Regions from separate parts of the Rattus norvegicus genome. Here region 2 is linked to region 1. The links are chromatin contacts, called in public Hi-C maps. All regions are on one chromosome and are shown on one strand. Each heading gives the region's core, a stretch centred on a gene start, on an enhancer-like site or on the middle of the called end of the contact. The rest is flanking DNA. Distances are from core to core; before and after follow the strand shown.

Region 1 (7,533 bases), core at 1,801-4,300:
CTTGTCTTCCATTGTTAACTAAATTCCCCCAACTGAATATTATGCCAACATCTTTCACATTCTTGCCCACCCAGGAGGAGAGAAACAACCGTACAAAGCCCACAGTTAAACCTGTTATCCCTAACTCCATATGCAAACTCTAGGTGCTTGGAAGTTTCAGAAAAGCTTCGTGCAACCTTACAATCAGACTTCAAATCTCACTCTGATGAAAAAGCTTTCTAGAATGAACCCTTTTAATCTCTCCCAATCCACTATCAGGTTCCAATCCTGTCCCCCAAAATGTGTATATATCAGACAGCTATGAAGATTTCATTTTCTGGGAGCTGGAGAGATAGCTCAGGGGTTAAGAGCACTGGCTGCTCTTCCAGAGGTCCTGAGTTCAATTCCCAGCAACTTCATAGTGGCTCACAACCATCTGTAAGGGGATCTGATACCCCACATCTGGTGTACTCATATACATAAAAAAATAAATAAATCTTAAAAAAAATTTGAAGATTTCATTTCCAAAAGTCAGATATCATAGTTTCCGTTTGTAATATTGGGGACAGTAAGTTCCCTGTAGTTCACTAGGTAGCCAATCTGGGGAAATGAGTTCCATGTTCAGTGAGAGACACTGTCTTAACCAATAAGGTTGGAAGGGGGAGGTTACAAGATGGCTGTGATGACATGAATTTGTTCTCTGGCATGTATAGAAGCAGATAACAATTCTGAAAGCTGACCTCTAAACTCCACATGAAAATGAATGTAAATACCTGAGTGAGTGTGTGTGTGTGTGTGTGTGTGTGTGTGTGTGTGTGTGTGTGTGTGTGTGAGTGTGAGCTTGCTCACACATGTACACATTCATGTCCTAGAACCCATGAAGAAGTTTGAGGACAACTTCTGGTTGTAACTTACCATCTTCCATTTTATGGGTCTCAGGAATCTAACTCAGGTCCTCCAGCTTAGGAGCAAATGGCTTCATGTACTGAGCTATTACTCTGTCCCTGTCTGATTCTTTACAGCATTTTCCTTTGGTAAAAGGTTAGCCGTTTATGAAATGTGTATAAGGAAAGACACCATTAAATAGCAAACAAATAGTCAATCCCCTTCTCACCTGAAATTATAGTCCTACCACTTCCAATTAAGATTGATGTGAAAGTGATGCCTGTTGACACATGTACTCATCCTGGCTACCTAGTGACAATAGCAGTCAGGACAGGTGCAGTTTCAACCCTATTCTCTCCCCGGAACCCAAGAGGGAACCTTTGATATTCCCACTATACAGATGAGGAAACTGAATCCCAAGAGGAACAGTATCTCAAGAGCCTTCTTTAATCAAGGGAAACGTAGCAAGGGCCAAACAAATTCTCTTTCCATGCCTTTTTTGCAAAACTCTTGAAGTCTGTGTGGGCATAAGCCTCCAAAGACATTCGGATTTCACAAATTTGGAAGTTCCTACCTGTTTCTTCCTTGAATTTGATCTGGGGAAGAGGCCTGCTGACAGCACCGATGTAAGTGGAGAACAGCAGAGCTCAGGGAAGGGGTTAGGAATGGAAGGCGTTTCCTGAACTTCCAGATCTTTCGCTTTTCTCCTACACCAAGAGAACACAGGGAGTCATTTACATAAAACAGAATATAAAATGTAATTGCTGTCAGGGGGAAAGAGCATTGTTAAGGCTAATGTGTTTCACTCAGTGACAAGGCTAACACTATGTAAGTGTACAGGAAAGGAAGGGCTAGGATGCAGTATCCATGGGTCAAAATATGCCAATTACCACAAATAATTCTATAGCACCTGCCCCACCCCACCTCAGGAGCACACCCAGAAAAAGAAGGAGGAGGAGAAAAAAAAAACCTCAGGAGGCATGGACACTTCATTTCCTGTACTTAGGATTTTCCTGAACACCAACTCAGCCTACATCATGATTTATGCAAACATTACCCAGAGGAGTGTGCCATTTCCTGGCGCCTATTAAATTGACAAAAATCTGTAAGTTACATGCAGTGAACTCACACCCCCAGTAATTTTTTTACTCATCACTGCTGGAAGTTATGATTTATTAAATATAGATGTGGTTCATCTCACTTGGAAATTCATTCACAATATTGCCCACACACCGTCTGCTAATTTTTTCAAGTGCTTATAGATACGGAACATCAAGGCAGTGCTTCTCGGAAGGTAAGTCAATAGGATGTGCTAGCAGGAGTATACGCTAGGCCACTGGGGAGTTATTTTAACTTGACTGAAGTCAGAGTGCTTTGCGATCCTGACAAAGAAGCAAGAGTGGTATTTACATGCGTGACTGAAAGGGGCCAGATTCTTAAGCTGTTCTCACCTTTTTCTTTCCTAATGTACGACAACTCCAAAGGCACTTAATGCCCATTGCTGTGGAGATGAGAAACCTTGGAAAGCCTCTGTTCTGGTGGAACATAAAGACTGCTCAAATGTCGATCCCTGCTCTGCCTCTCCAGGGTCCTTGGAAGACTATCTACGTGGGAGGTGAACACATTCAAGCTTGGATTTTTGAAGCCTATAGTGTAGTTGGAAGAGGGCCACCCAGCAGCTTGGAGTGTAGCCTCCTGGTTCATACCAAAGGGCAAAGGCGAGACAGACGGCTCTTCACCACCCCCTGATGCTATTTATAACAGGGCACCTGGAGATCGCGATGCCCTGCTGACCCCGCGGGAGGCGGCTCCAAGGGAATTGTCTTCAGACACTTTTCCAAACTTGGTCGGGCTCGGGCACACACTCACCCCTGGGCCGCCTCCACACCCCAAAGCGGGTTGCTGACCCGGACACCCTCACGAAGCTTCCTACCTGTCCATGGCACCGCGGCGGGTCGCATCTGAGGCCGGGGACAGCGCGTGCAGTCCGGGGACCTGAGCCGGGTCCTGGGCGTCTCCCTTGCCCTGGGCAACGCGGCACACCTGCACTGCCAGCGGCGAGTCCTGGGCGCCCGCCCGGCCCGCGGCGCTCTGCCCATCTTGCAGGGACGTGGTCATGATCGTAGGCCAGGGGGTCTAGGGAGTCATCGACCGCGAGGCGAAAGCGAAGAAAGGCTGGGGTCCAGCGGTGCCGAGCGGTTGCAGGAAGCGAGCGCCCTGCAGGTGCGGTGGTAGGGCCGCCTGCGCTCTCGGCCGGGGCGGCTGGGACGCGGTGGGGCGGGGAGCGGGGGAGCGGGGGAGGGGTGGGGGCGGAGGAGGAGGGTGGGGACCGGGAGGAGCGGTGCGGGGGGCGGGGAGGATGGCGCGCCAGCCTGGCGGGCCCTGCGCGTGGCCCGGGCACTCGGGGGCGCTGGTGTCACTCTCCTGACGCGCGTGGACCTCGACCTCAGGCTCCCTAGGTCCCACTGTCGCCTTCCCAAGTGGGTGACCTAGCACAAGGCTGAATCCGGGAGTCCCAAGGGCCCAGTACCACTCTGGGAAGAGGACTCACTTCCAACCTGCATGGGTCCAGACAGAACTGATCCTTAGACCCTTCCGTGCCAGTAGGGTCACCGAGGATCACCTAAGCTGTGGTTGGATCGTTAAGACAGACCCCACAGTGCAGGAAAACCAGTGGGAAATCTTAAGGCTGTGTATACTCCATCCCCCTCCCCCTCCCCCTCCCCCTCTCCCACGATCTCTTTCTTTTCCCTCCAAGGCAAGAGATGGAGTGAGGTGAGGGAAAATCAGGGTTGCTGTCTTAGAAAAACTCCTTTGAACTGGTGAGAATTCTCAGTAAAACCTGAATGAATCCGAAGGTGCCTGGGATTATTAAAAGACTTTTTTTTTTCTTCTTTCTTTTTTTCTCTTTTCTTTTTTTAATGAGCATTTTCCTCACATTTTCCTCATTCTGCCTTGCTCTCCTAACTGTTCCCTGAGTCTTCTCCTTGTCTCATTTTATACATAAGAACACTGGGACCCCAAGCGATCCAGTGCCTTGTACTGCTTAGCTCTTAGTAATGGATGCAGTCGAACTCATCCCATAAGTTTCCGTCTCAACCCAGTGAAACAGGAACCACATTGTGTTCATCCAAGATGCAGCAACCGCACCCTGTAATCCCGACCTCTGTGTTCCTGCTTTTCATGAAGTGTCCCACATCCTGTGCACCCTGGAGGACTTTGAGATATGTTACACACTCTTTGCTCTTTGACCAAATTAGGTATCATCGGGTCCCGGCACCTGTTTCACTAAGTTAACCTCCACGACCTCTGCCCATGGCAAATAAACATCCCTCCTGAAAACGTGAGCAGTCCTTGTCCTGCCTGAGTATCTCTCCTATCAGGATGTCAGACCCAAACTCTGATGACAACCAGAGGTGTCATGCTTCATGGTTACAGCCCGGGGATTCCATGAACTGAGAACACCCGAGTCAAAAAAAAAAAAAAAAAAAAAGAATATTCAACTTCTTTCCTAAAGTCAAATTTAAAACAGCATGAATGGCTGTGGCTTTGCGGAAGCTACGGTTTTGTAAAAGGCAGTGGCCAACACAGGAACAAATAGTGCTTTTCCTGGGGGATAGAACTAATACTAATGGTCTTAGCTAAAACTTAACAACCATGTATGCCTGGTAGACTCCTTGCTCGCACCTAGCCACCTTAATTATGGTCTGGATTATATGAGTGGGCTTCAAGTGAATTTAATGGCCAAACACTGTGTGATAGTTTGAATATGCTTGGCCCATAGGAAGTGGCACTATTAGGAGGTGTGGCCTTGTTGGCATAGTCGTCCAATTGCTGAAGGAAGTACGCATCTGTGTAGGCAGGCTACACAGGTCTCTTAGTGCTCAAGCTCCACCCAATGCAGAAGAGAGTCTCTTCCTGACTTCCTCCAAGAAGACAATCTCCTTCTGTCTGACTTCAGATCCAGATACAGAACTCTCAGATTCTTCTTCAGAACCTTGTCTGCCTGGATGCTGTCATGCTTCCAGCCATGATAATAATAGACTGAACCTTTCAAACTGTAAGCCAGCCCCCAATTAAAAGTTCTCTTTCCTAAAAGTTTCCTTGGTCACAGTATCTCTTCAGAGCAATAAAACCCCAACTAAGACAGACTGTTCTACATTAAAGCCAGTCCAGCAGAATCAAAATGAGGTGTGTATGTGTTTATAGATATCTTGAAAGAAAAACAATAAACCTTGCCATTATCATTATCTTAATTTTACCCAAAAGGCTTTGCAGTGTTTCTCAAATATAGTCTCTAAAAAATAATAGGGTATGAACATTGTCACAGAAGAGTTAATCAATGACTAAAGTTTGTCCCCTCCCAACACACACACACACACACACACACACAACACATACTCACTCACAAACAAATGCACTCTAATATGCATGTGCGTTTCCACACACTTTCTCTCTCCTCCTCCTCCTCTTACTCCTCCTTCTCCTCTCCCTATTCCTCCTCTTTGTCCTTCTCCTCTTTCAGCAAGAGAGTACTCTATTTTTATCTCCTGAAGCAAAGACTATGAAGAAATTTTATATATGTCTTAGCTCACTGGGAAGACCACTATCTACAGTGAGTTCTATTCAACTTCCCAGGAAATCTTCTTGACGTGAGGGAAAAGCCTTTGCTGATTCGAATGAGATCCCAAATATGTCTCCCCTCTCCAGGCATCCTTATAATTAGTAAAAATCAAAGAAATATCCAGACTCTATGGACCTCCTGTAAGCCCCATAAGTCAAAATTATAAGGCCTTTACAAGGAATTACACCGAGAAATAGAAAGGGGAATAAATCTCTAGGAATAAGATTCTAAACACTTTGTCCTGTATCAAATTAATTACCACCAGGACCTTGAATATTTGTACCAGCATTATCCAAATACATTTGAAGAAAAATGAAGCTGATTTCACTTCTAAGTTTGCAAGAAATTATTCTAAACCATGGACTATGTGTTATAAAAAGTATAGGACACTACCACAAGTAAACAGAGAGATTTTTCCACAAGAGGGAAGAGGGGGGAGGGGATGGTTATAGAGTCTTTTCTCCCTATAACTGACAAAGTTTTCTGAAACAATACAGCAGATATGTTGGTACCAGAATGGCTGATCTGAGTGGATTGGGCTCTCTGGATTTGAACCTGTCAACTTGGGAGGCAAGAGTCGGCCCAGTTCCTCCCCCACTGGAGCCCTTTCTCCCCTTCTACAATCTCTATCCTGCCTCCTGAACCCCCTGTCCTGAGTAACCCCAACCATCTTCCACTTCATCTTCACTCTCCTGTCTCCTGCTCATCAATCCCTTTATAGAGGGAAAGACAACACAGTCCCAGAAAAGAAATGCACCAGGCCAGTGCCCTGCCACTTCTCCCATGAGACCGTCATGGAAACCCTTCCTGAGTTTTGCTCTAACTATATATCCTCACCTAACCATGGTCAGTTAGGTTGTTTGGGTTTGCCCTTTATGCAGATGGAATCATTTGCTTCCGTTCCCTTTACATTCTGCTTGTGATGTTTCTCTCTGTGTGTGCATATAACCGTGAGCTCGCACTGCATTGCTAGGAAAATAACGAAATGTACACCACACTGTACGCATCTAGGGTAATTCAGATAGGCATCTAGGCTCTCTGCCATTCTGACTATAAGTAATACTACTACAGAGTTCATATTGTACCTTGGGTGGGCATATACAGACATCCTGGGTAGCAGCGGTATTCTGAGGTCATAGTATAAGGGTCAACTTTAGTCCATATGGCCAGTTTCCAAAATCATTGCAAGAATGGTCATCAGTACCATAAGCTCCACTGATTCTTCACAGCCCTTGACACAGGGCATATTATCCACATTATCAGAGTTTGCACAACAAACATTCTCATGACTCTAACAGCAATACTGGGGAGTAGAATTCAACTTAAAAAAATAGAACACACACACACACACACACACACACACACACACACACACACACCCCATGCATGCATGCATGTGCACGACCATGTGTAATGGCAGTAGGCAAAGACAACTTGTTAGTGGTGGTGTTCTTATATCAGTCAGGGACAGAGCAGATGGCAGTCCTTTGTTCATCTAGCTTGGTGCCTGGCTTGGTGGCCAAAGCTGTTTTATGCCTAGCACACATAAAAATCAAAACCAAACAAAACATTCCAGACAGTCCATTGCAGGAGGAGGAAGACAGAGACCCCCAGACCTGCCCTCCAGCACACAGCATGGCAGTCCACCCTCTCGCCCCCACACCAGACAGCTCAGACTGAGCCACTTGGCCAGTCTGCAATAGAAGCCACTACAATGAGTGAGGACGTTGTGGTCAGATGGAGAGAAAGAGAAGTGGGGCAGCTGGAGCATTATGAAGAGAGATGGAACTAGAGACTTAAGGGTAGAGAGAGGTCGCCTGCTGTGAGTGCCCAGCCCCACCACCTGGGGCCATGGCTTAGCTACTGTTGAGGGCCATGCTGAGTATGTGCCAACACAGAGGCAGGGGTCAGTGTCCACAGCTTATAGTACCATTGGACAGCTGTTGGGAACCACCTGAATGTCCAGGGAGTGTACAGAACTGACCCTCGCCATCACTGGCTGGAGCACTGCCAAAAGCTGGTCCCATCTCTTACCTGCAGCAGCA
Region 2 (7,653 bases), core at 2,836-5,335, 230 kb after region 1:
GGCTGCATACCACTTACAGAAAACAATTCTACTGGCCATGGAGCTAGTTAAGGCATAACTAGTTAGTTTACAGCTAAATCATTACTTGGTTACAAGGCTCAGTTACTAGGATTATCTTCTGTATTAGGTTAATCCAATGGAATAAGTGCCAGAGCCCAGTTCAAATAGATTGCTTTTTGCAAGTTTACTTTAAAATCGTGTGTGTGTGTGTGTGTGTGTGTGTGTGTGTGTGTGTGTGTGTGTGTTAAACATGCAAACTTTAATCTAGCCTGGTATCCTAGAACACATAAAAACATCATTTGCAAGAGGGTGGTGTGGGAAGATCCAGATGAATGTTGGCCTCCCCTTTGTAGGACTCGTCTCAAAACAAACCAACTCCTGGGGAAAACAAATACACAAACATTTAATCTCCAAGTAAAAAAAATCAAAGCTGTCGGAATTCTGTGGCTTTGAAGTCTAAACTCAGCAGCATTCTTCAAAGTCAAAAAGCCAAGCCTTCGAGACCTGCAATGGCCAGTGAATACTTATACCCGATACTGTGAAGGAGAGCCAATAAGGTGGTGAGGACTTGAGGAGGTGAACCGGCAGCCAGGGTAAGCCCCTGAGGAGGTGTGATGACTAGAAACCTTTCACTGCAGGGCCAGGGTCTTTTTGGGAGGTGTGCATAAGGCAGCCACAACGTCTATGCAGGTAAGTCTGTCTCTCCCAGGTGTCTCAGCAGGCTATGCTAAACATAAGTCTATGAAAACAAGCTATCACATTTTTATTTGCATATGCAATATTACAATTGTTTAGAATGTTTCAAAGCAACAGTAACCAAGAGGCTACAAAATATCTTTTTTTCCTAAAATAATGTTGTTTCTCCCCCTCCCCTTCAAGGGTGCTAACATCTTATGTTACAATACAATACCTGTGATTAGGTACTTCATGAAGAAAAGAGGTGTGTTTAGCTCCAGCTGTAGAGACTGAAAGCTTGCCCTCAGACAGCTCTATGTGTTCACCAGGTGAGGGCTTGTTAGTTCCGAGGTACAGTACAGTACAGTAGGCAAAAGTAAGAGACCACAAGAAACGGAGCAGAAGGCAAGCAGAGGAAGCCAGGCTCACTTTACAACAGTTGTATTCTGTGCCCATAACCAATCCACTCCTGTTAATCCCTCTTAATGACCTCGCCCCAGATCTTAAAGGGGCCACACCCCCAATTCCGTTATGTGGGGGAGGGGGAGGGGCAAAGTTTCCAACCTGGAAATCTCCATGAGGAAAACCATACCTAAAACTCTAGCAGTCAGTTAACGATTCAACACCAGTATGTTAGAATGTAGATCACAGTCAGGAGACAGTCAAATCAATTACCACAGTGAACGGACACCTCAAACCTCAGGTTTTACTAATTGGTTCAGTAACTCTGGCAGAGCATTTCCTCCCCCACACCCCACCCCGTCGTAAAATGTGGAGCTGCACTGATTTGTCCTTCAAATAACCTGTTACAGAGGCCTAGACCTTGGAAAATTACAGACAACAGAGGACTTCTTTTGAACAACAATATCCAGGGATAAGAACTAAAGGAGGCCTCACCACCTATTAGGTTATTGAGTCATGATATAATTAGTTCTATAGTAAGGAGCCTTCCTTCAAAACCAACAATTATAGCATATCAGGATCGCACCCTGCCACCTCCTGAATATTCTCATTTTCCCACAATTTAAACCTTTTTTAAAGGGCTTTTTTTTTTTTTTTTTTTTTTTTTTTAGAAAAAGCAAAAGCAAACGCTAATCCTGGATACTCAAAGGACGTAACAAGCCTTGGACTAGACAAGTGGGAGAAGACGAGCCATTAGAAGCTCAATTTTTTAAAAGAACAGTGTTAGGTATTTTTTAAAAGAACAGTGTTAGGTATTCTTGCGGTCTATTTACAGGTGCATTTTCCCAGATGTCTTCCCTGAAGTTTGAAAAGTAAGTGCAAAGGTCCTTTAAAATATTTTCCTCTGTGGGGTGTGGTGGTGTGTGTGCCTGTAACCTCAATTTTGGGAGTCAGAAGCAGGAGGCTACCCTCAACTATAAATGCAGTTCCAGACCACCCTGGGCTAAAGGGAGTCTCGAATGAATGAATGAATGAATGAATGAATGAATGAATGAATGACTCATTGAGCATTTAATTATATTCATGCTCTTAAGGAACTCAGTGGTTTAGCCCCTACGTTCTCGAGCATACAAACTGGGGTGCTCTAGGCTTATCACTAGAAAGCTCTTCACGCTGCTCCGTCACAGAGCTCTCTGCCCTCCCCTACTTTGTTCAAAAGAACTGACCCTCGAGCATCTGTGACTGCGTTCTGTGTAAATGTATGACACAAATGCACAATGGAATTCTCTGCTATTTTCTTAAGAGTCTAATTCAGTTTCGGGTGAAAGCTGGTTCATCGTTAACTTACATAAACCCACAGCTCTGTCCCCAGGCCTTGTTTTACATTCAGAATCCCATCAACATATTTACTATTTCACACAGCTAAAATACATGGAAGGAGACACATTAGTATCTAAACTGCCCCCCCCCCCCGCCAAGAAAAAGTGGAGCTCTGTAGCAATAGGGATACTTGCATGGAGAAGATCAAACTTTAGAGAAAAAAAGAACGAATTCATACGCTGCAAATTTCCTCTACGTATGCATTACACTAAATATCTGTTAGATTAGTCATGCAGCCTTGAGACTCTTCCATGTTTCCTCTAGACAACTGCCAATGCTCGCATGGCCTCTGACGAATAAACATGCTGTGACTTGCTCCTAAGGAAACGCCTGTCATGTTCCAGGGAAAAATGACTTCTTCACTCTTAAACCACAAAAAAAAAAAAAAAAAAAAACAAAAAACAAAAAACAAAAAACTGAACGACTCTCATTCATTGCTTACAAAGTCGCCTGTTCCTTAACGTTCCCATTTCCGGAATGTTCATACTTTGTTTAGGGCATTTCTAGATTCTGATTAACAAAGAAAAAAGAAATTGGGGGTGCTTTATGGTAAAGAGGCTACAAGATAGCAATGGGGCGTTCTCAACTGAAGCAGGGTTGTGTAGTTTGACCGTTTACCACGACAAAGGTTATTCTCAAGTTCTGCTTGGCCCTTGCAGGACTACCTGTTCTCACCACTGTTTACCCAAACGTTTAACAGAGTGATTTTTAGCATATTTGGCAGGAAGGCATGCTTCATTTAATATTAACTCACCATGTGACAGCCCCTTCCCTTCCAATCGCTCCTCAAACACGTGACGGTAAAAAAAAAAAAAAAAAAAAAAAAAAAGTATAGGTGTTTGCCAATGCGACTGGCTTCGCGCTCGGCTTTGGCATCACCAATTGGCCAGAGGCACACAACACACACACACCCCCAGTCAGAGGCGAGCACCCCGCCTGCTCCCGGAACTGTCAAGCCGGGCTGACAGCTGGCACACCTTGCTGAGCCCTCCGAGGACTTCTAGGAAGCCCCTTTCTTGCAGTCACCTTGACAGAAGCCACCCGCCTGGGCCCGAGCGCTTGGCCGTGGAAACTTTTCCTTCCTTTCCCGGAGCGCACTTACAGGTGTCGTCCCCCGCCGCTCCACAGCCCCAACAAGGGGCCCTTTGTTACCACTTTTGCTCCGGGACTCCTCACCCAACGCCTGCCATTCGACTGGCCTTCCGCAACCCCCCGATCGGAAAGCTCGCCCAAACCAGCGAACCCCCCACCCCGGTTCGCCCGGGAGGACGCAGTCTCCTGCCCGCGTGTGGGTCGGCCCGGGAGCCGGGCGGCCCCGCGGGGAGCTCGCTGCGGGCAGGTGAAGCGCGCGAGGCCTCGGCAGCCGGGAGGGCAACTACCCTACTTACCCTGCAGAGCCGGCAGACTGCGTGGCGGGGGTGCGAGGCGCGCTGCGGGGTACGGGATCCCGGGCACTGCGGTCCATCGCGCTGCTGGCCGCGGCGCGGGCTCGAGCTCGGAGGCGGCGCGTCACTGCTGGGGTGGGAGAGGCCGGCGGGTCAGGGCGGGAGCGGGACAGCCAAGAGCCCGCCTCGACCCACGGCAGCTGGGGGCAGCCCCGCCTCCCCGGGGCGCTTCCACCTGCGGGTCGGTCCCTGCCTGAGGGCGCCGCGATGCCAGCCACAGGTCCCCGCCCCGGCCGCAACCCGCAGCCAGTCGGGGGCGAAGGGGCGGCGCGCGGCCGCCCCGGCTGCGAAGGAGGAGGAGCGGACCGGGCGCGGGACGGTCGCCACGCCCGCAGTTGGTGCTTGGGCTCCAGCAGCCCGCTGCGCACCAACAGAATCCCGTGTAAACTTTTCCGGAGGTGCTGCGGACCACAGCGCCCCCGCTTTCCCAAACCGCTGCCTGCTTTAGGGGACCCGGCCCGTCCAGGCTCCGCGCACTCCACCCGGAGCTCCGCTCCTCCCCCGCGCGGCTGGCTCGGACGCCCCGGAGCGAGCGCGCGGCGGAAGAACGGCCGCCGCGCCAGCGCCCCAACTCACCCTGCCCCATAGCCCTGCCGGGAGTCCCGAGCTCGCAGTCGCCTCGGCCAACTCGCCCTGCAGAAGTGAAGGTGACGAGGTCGGCATCGGAGCGAGCAGGGCAGCCAGCCGGAGAGGGGACGGATAGGGCGAGCGGGCGGGGACGTGGAGCGAGGAGGAATTTCCTACCCCACCCCGCACCCCTCCCCGGGGCACGCGGCTTTAGGGTACCGCGGGGGAGACCGGTGGACAGGAATCGTCTAGGCGGCTCGTTCCAGCCCCCACTGCCAGAGCATAGCTTTGGGAAGCCCCGCGAACCCAAGAGGGACAGTGGGCGGACAGGGAGGATACCTGGCCAGCAAAACCCCAGGGAGGGCCCAAGCTGTAGCGGAAGTGAGGAGAGCTCGTGGAACGAGCTCTGCTGATTGACTACCTGCAGTCTGACCTTCCAAGTGCTGGATTTTCTTTTTAACCTTACTGACCCCTGCGGTTGCTAGCCTGTAAATGGCACCTCTGACATTGTGATCTTTCTAATCCCTGGCAGGTTTAAGCTCGTCCTGTCTTCCCAGGCATGCTTCTCTTGATGTAAACATCCAACAGCTGTGATCTGAGGACTGGACGTTCTCATGATGACAGTCTATAAGCTAAGAAAGAACAGCAGAGATTTAGTGGCCTCCTGGAAGTTTCACAGAAATAAAGGAATCTCAGTGCTTGCTTGTTTGTAGTTTCGGTTCCTACAAGTATTCTCAGAGGAGGTGTCCCACCTGACAACCAAGGGTATTAGCATATCCTCTCCTCATTCTTAGAAGCTTGCCAACTATTTTAAAGTCATATTGATGAGTCCAAAAGCTTACCTCAGAAAATAATGCTAAATTAAAGAATATATAAATGGATACCCCAAGTGACAAATCTGTGATAGACATAAAAACATGATGTGGGCTAACAAAGGACTTACATTTTTGGCACACATTAAAATTAAACTAGTATTTATAACCCGTGCTTAATAAAAGGTTCTCATTCATTGCAACCACCTCCAATGATTTCTGGAATTGAAAGTACTAAGTGCTACTCCATATAATTAGATTGAGTCCGTTATCGATTCACTGTCCCTCATGGCGCAGAATATGGTCTCAGCGCATCTTTAAATATAAAATGGAGGCAGAAATCCTGGTGACTTCTGCAATTACTACAGTAGAACCATATCATTAGAAGTTGCTTTTAACTAATTTGACTAATAATGAGGCAATTGTTTGAAACGGATCGGGATTTTAGAATTTAAATAATAACACAGGTTTGACAAGTCCATGAATCCTTTCTGACCGTAAATGGATAGATTTACAGCTGTTGCATAGACAGGCTGCAAATAGTGAGTAACATGGAAACTACTTAAAGTTTATAACTTTGAATCACAGGATCAAGCACTTAATTAGTTTCAACCTTGATTTATGGCACACCAGTAATATCATGGATCACGGTTAGGCTGATCTTAAAGGTTAAGACATTTTTACAACATTTCGTAACTGCTGAAAGCAATTTTCATGACACCAGTTTTCCCTTACATCCTTTTGTTCTTGGGCACAGGGCAGGGCCACACTTTCCATGCACTTACATCGAGCCTATCCAAACGGCTTACTTGACAAGTGAGACGTTTCATTTCCTGGTAGAATCACACCGAGGAGAGTGCTGAGCCTCCACAGTGTAACCCGCCATTGTCACCGTGCAGAGATGGGTTAAGATGGAGGTGACATTAAGTTGAAGGGTTCTAAATATGTTATACTATTACCCTGAGCACAGCTCCTTGGAGAGGTTCAGGGTTTACAAGAGAATCCCCCAAAGCAGTTATTAATCTATTGTGAGATTAATTCAATAAACTGTGTTCAACATCTTTGAGAACCAAGACTAGACTTCATGTTCTTATGCATTACTGTCCGTGCTGCAGTCTTGTAACTGCATAACTTATCAGCAAAATGGTAAACATAGTTGCTAGAAACCTTTTTTTTTTCATACATAATGTTGGAAAATAGCCCTATCCCAGTCCCTCTGAAAAGTTGTTCAAGTCTGTCCAGATGTTGCTCAATTTCCCTGTTTGGAAATCTCCCCTCTTACTCCATGCAGTCATTGTTACTGAAGGTTTTGTCTCAGGGATCATCACTTTGGGAAGGCCTCGCAGACAGCACAGATAGAAATAGCCTTTTCTCTCTTCAACCCAGTAGATTATTAGGTGGACAGTGACTGCCACACCTGTTTCAGTTAGATTTTCATTGCTGTGACCAAAATACCTGATGACAATGGTTTTAGGGATTTAGAGGTGTCCATTCATCAGGTCAAGGATGGTGTGATGGAATGGGGCAGTCCATGCCACAGTGGCCAGGAAAACAAGAAAGGCATGTGCCAGCTCTGGTCTGGCTCCCTCCTTTATTTCCTATGAGCTCTTAGCCCAAGAGAAGGTGCTGCTCCAAATCGGAGTCCCTCACCAGTCAATCTTTCTAGAACTATTCTTGTCCACAGACCCATGGGTGTGCTTTACTAATCTAGGTGATGATCTAAGTTCAGGAAAATGGACAGTGATTATTGGCTACTAAACAGACTAGGAGGGGTTTGGGCAGAAGAGGCTTTGTGCTCACCCTTGTCTTCTGAATGTAGCTCACACCACAGAAGGCGGTCTGCAACTACTTGTGGAATAGGGAAATGAAAGAAACTTTAGGATTTCGTTTAAGAGATTTGTTGTGTGACAAAAAAAAAAACTTTTTCTGGGGAGATGCAACACACATCCACTCACCCCAACTAGGAAGCTTACAACAGACCCAAGTACAGATACCACTAAAGTCCGATTTGGTGAACAAGTGAGTTTTGTTAAGATTACTTAAAGGAGCAGAAATGATTCAAAACACCTGTATCACCAAAACCCACCCCCATCCTGGGTTGATAGTTCATAAGGCTGGGAACATGGAATACAGTGCACAGCCTACAGGCAGCTCCACAAGCTAGGAGGTGTCCTTCCTAGGTACCTCAGTTGGTCTAAACCTCTTCCAGATAGCTTGGCTGGGCTCTGCTTCTATCAGTCTCAAGAGACTTTTTTGCAGCTTTTCTCCTCATGAGAACCTTCCTGGAAGCTCAGTTTGCCTGAGTCCTTTTAAGCAACTTGGCTTCGCTTGATCTGAGAGGAATTCTCTGCTTTTATTGATTACTCTGACAG

Evidence for each region. A called contact is a pair of places that touch in the nucleus more often than the background predicts.
Region 2: a contact with region 1 is called in a Hi-C map of liver, with 4 times the contacts expected there. The contact joins the promoter of Cobll1 here to the promoter of Grb14 in region 1. A contact is called at or near these places in 2 of 12 Hi-C or Micro-C datasets (kidney and liver).

Annotation. Positions count from the first base shown.
Region 1 is chr3:70,088,871-70,096,403 of GRCr8, forward strand. It overlaps Grb14 (growth factor receptor bound protein 14), which reads right to left and starts at 3,051. Exons shown (of 14, transcript NM_031623.2): 1 at 2,798-3,051; 2 at 1,439-1,571. The coding sequence starts at 2,982.
Region 2 is chr3:70,318,501-70,326,153 of GRCr8, forward strand. Cobll1 (cordon-bleu WH2 repeat protein-like 1) reads right to left here and starts at 4,086. Exons shown (of 14, transcript NM_001427223.1): 1 at 3,846-4,086. The coding sequence starts at 3,922.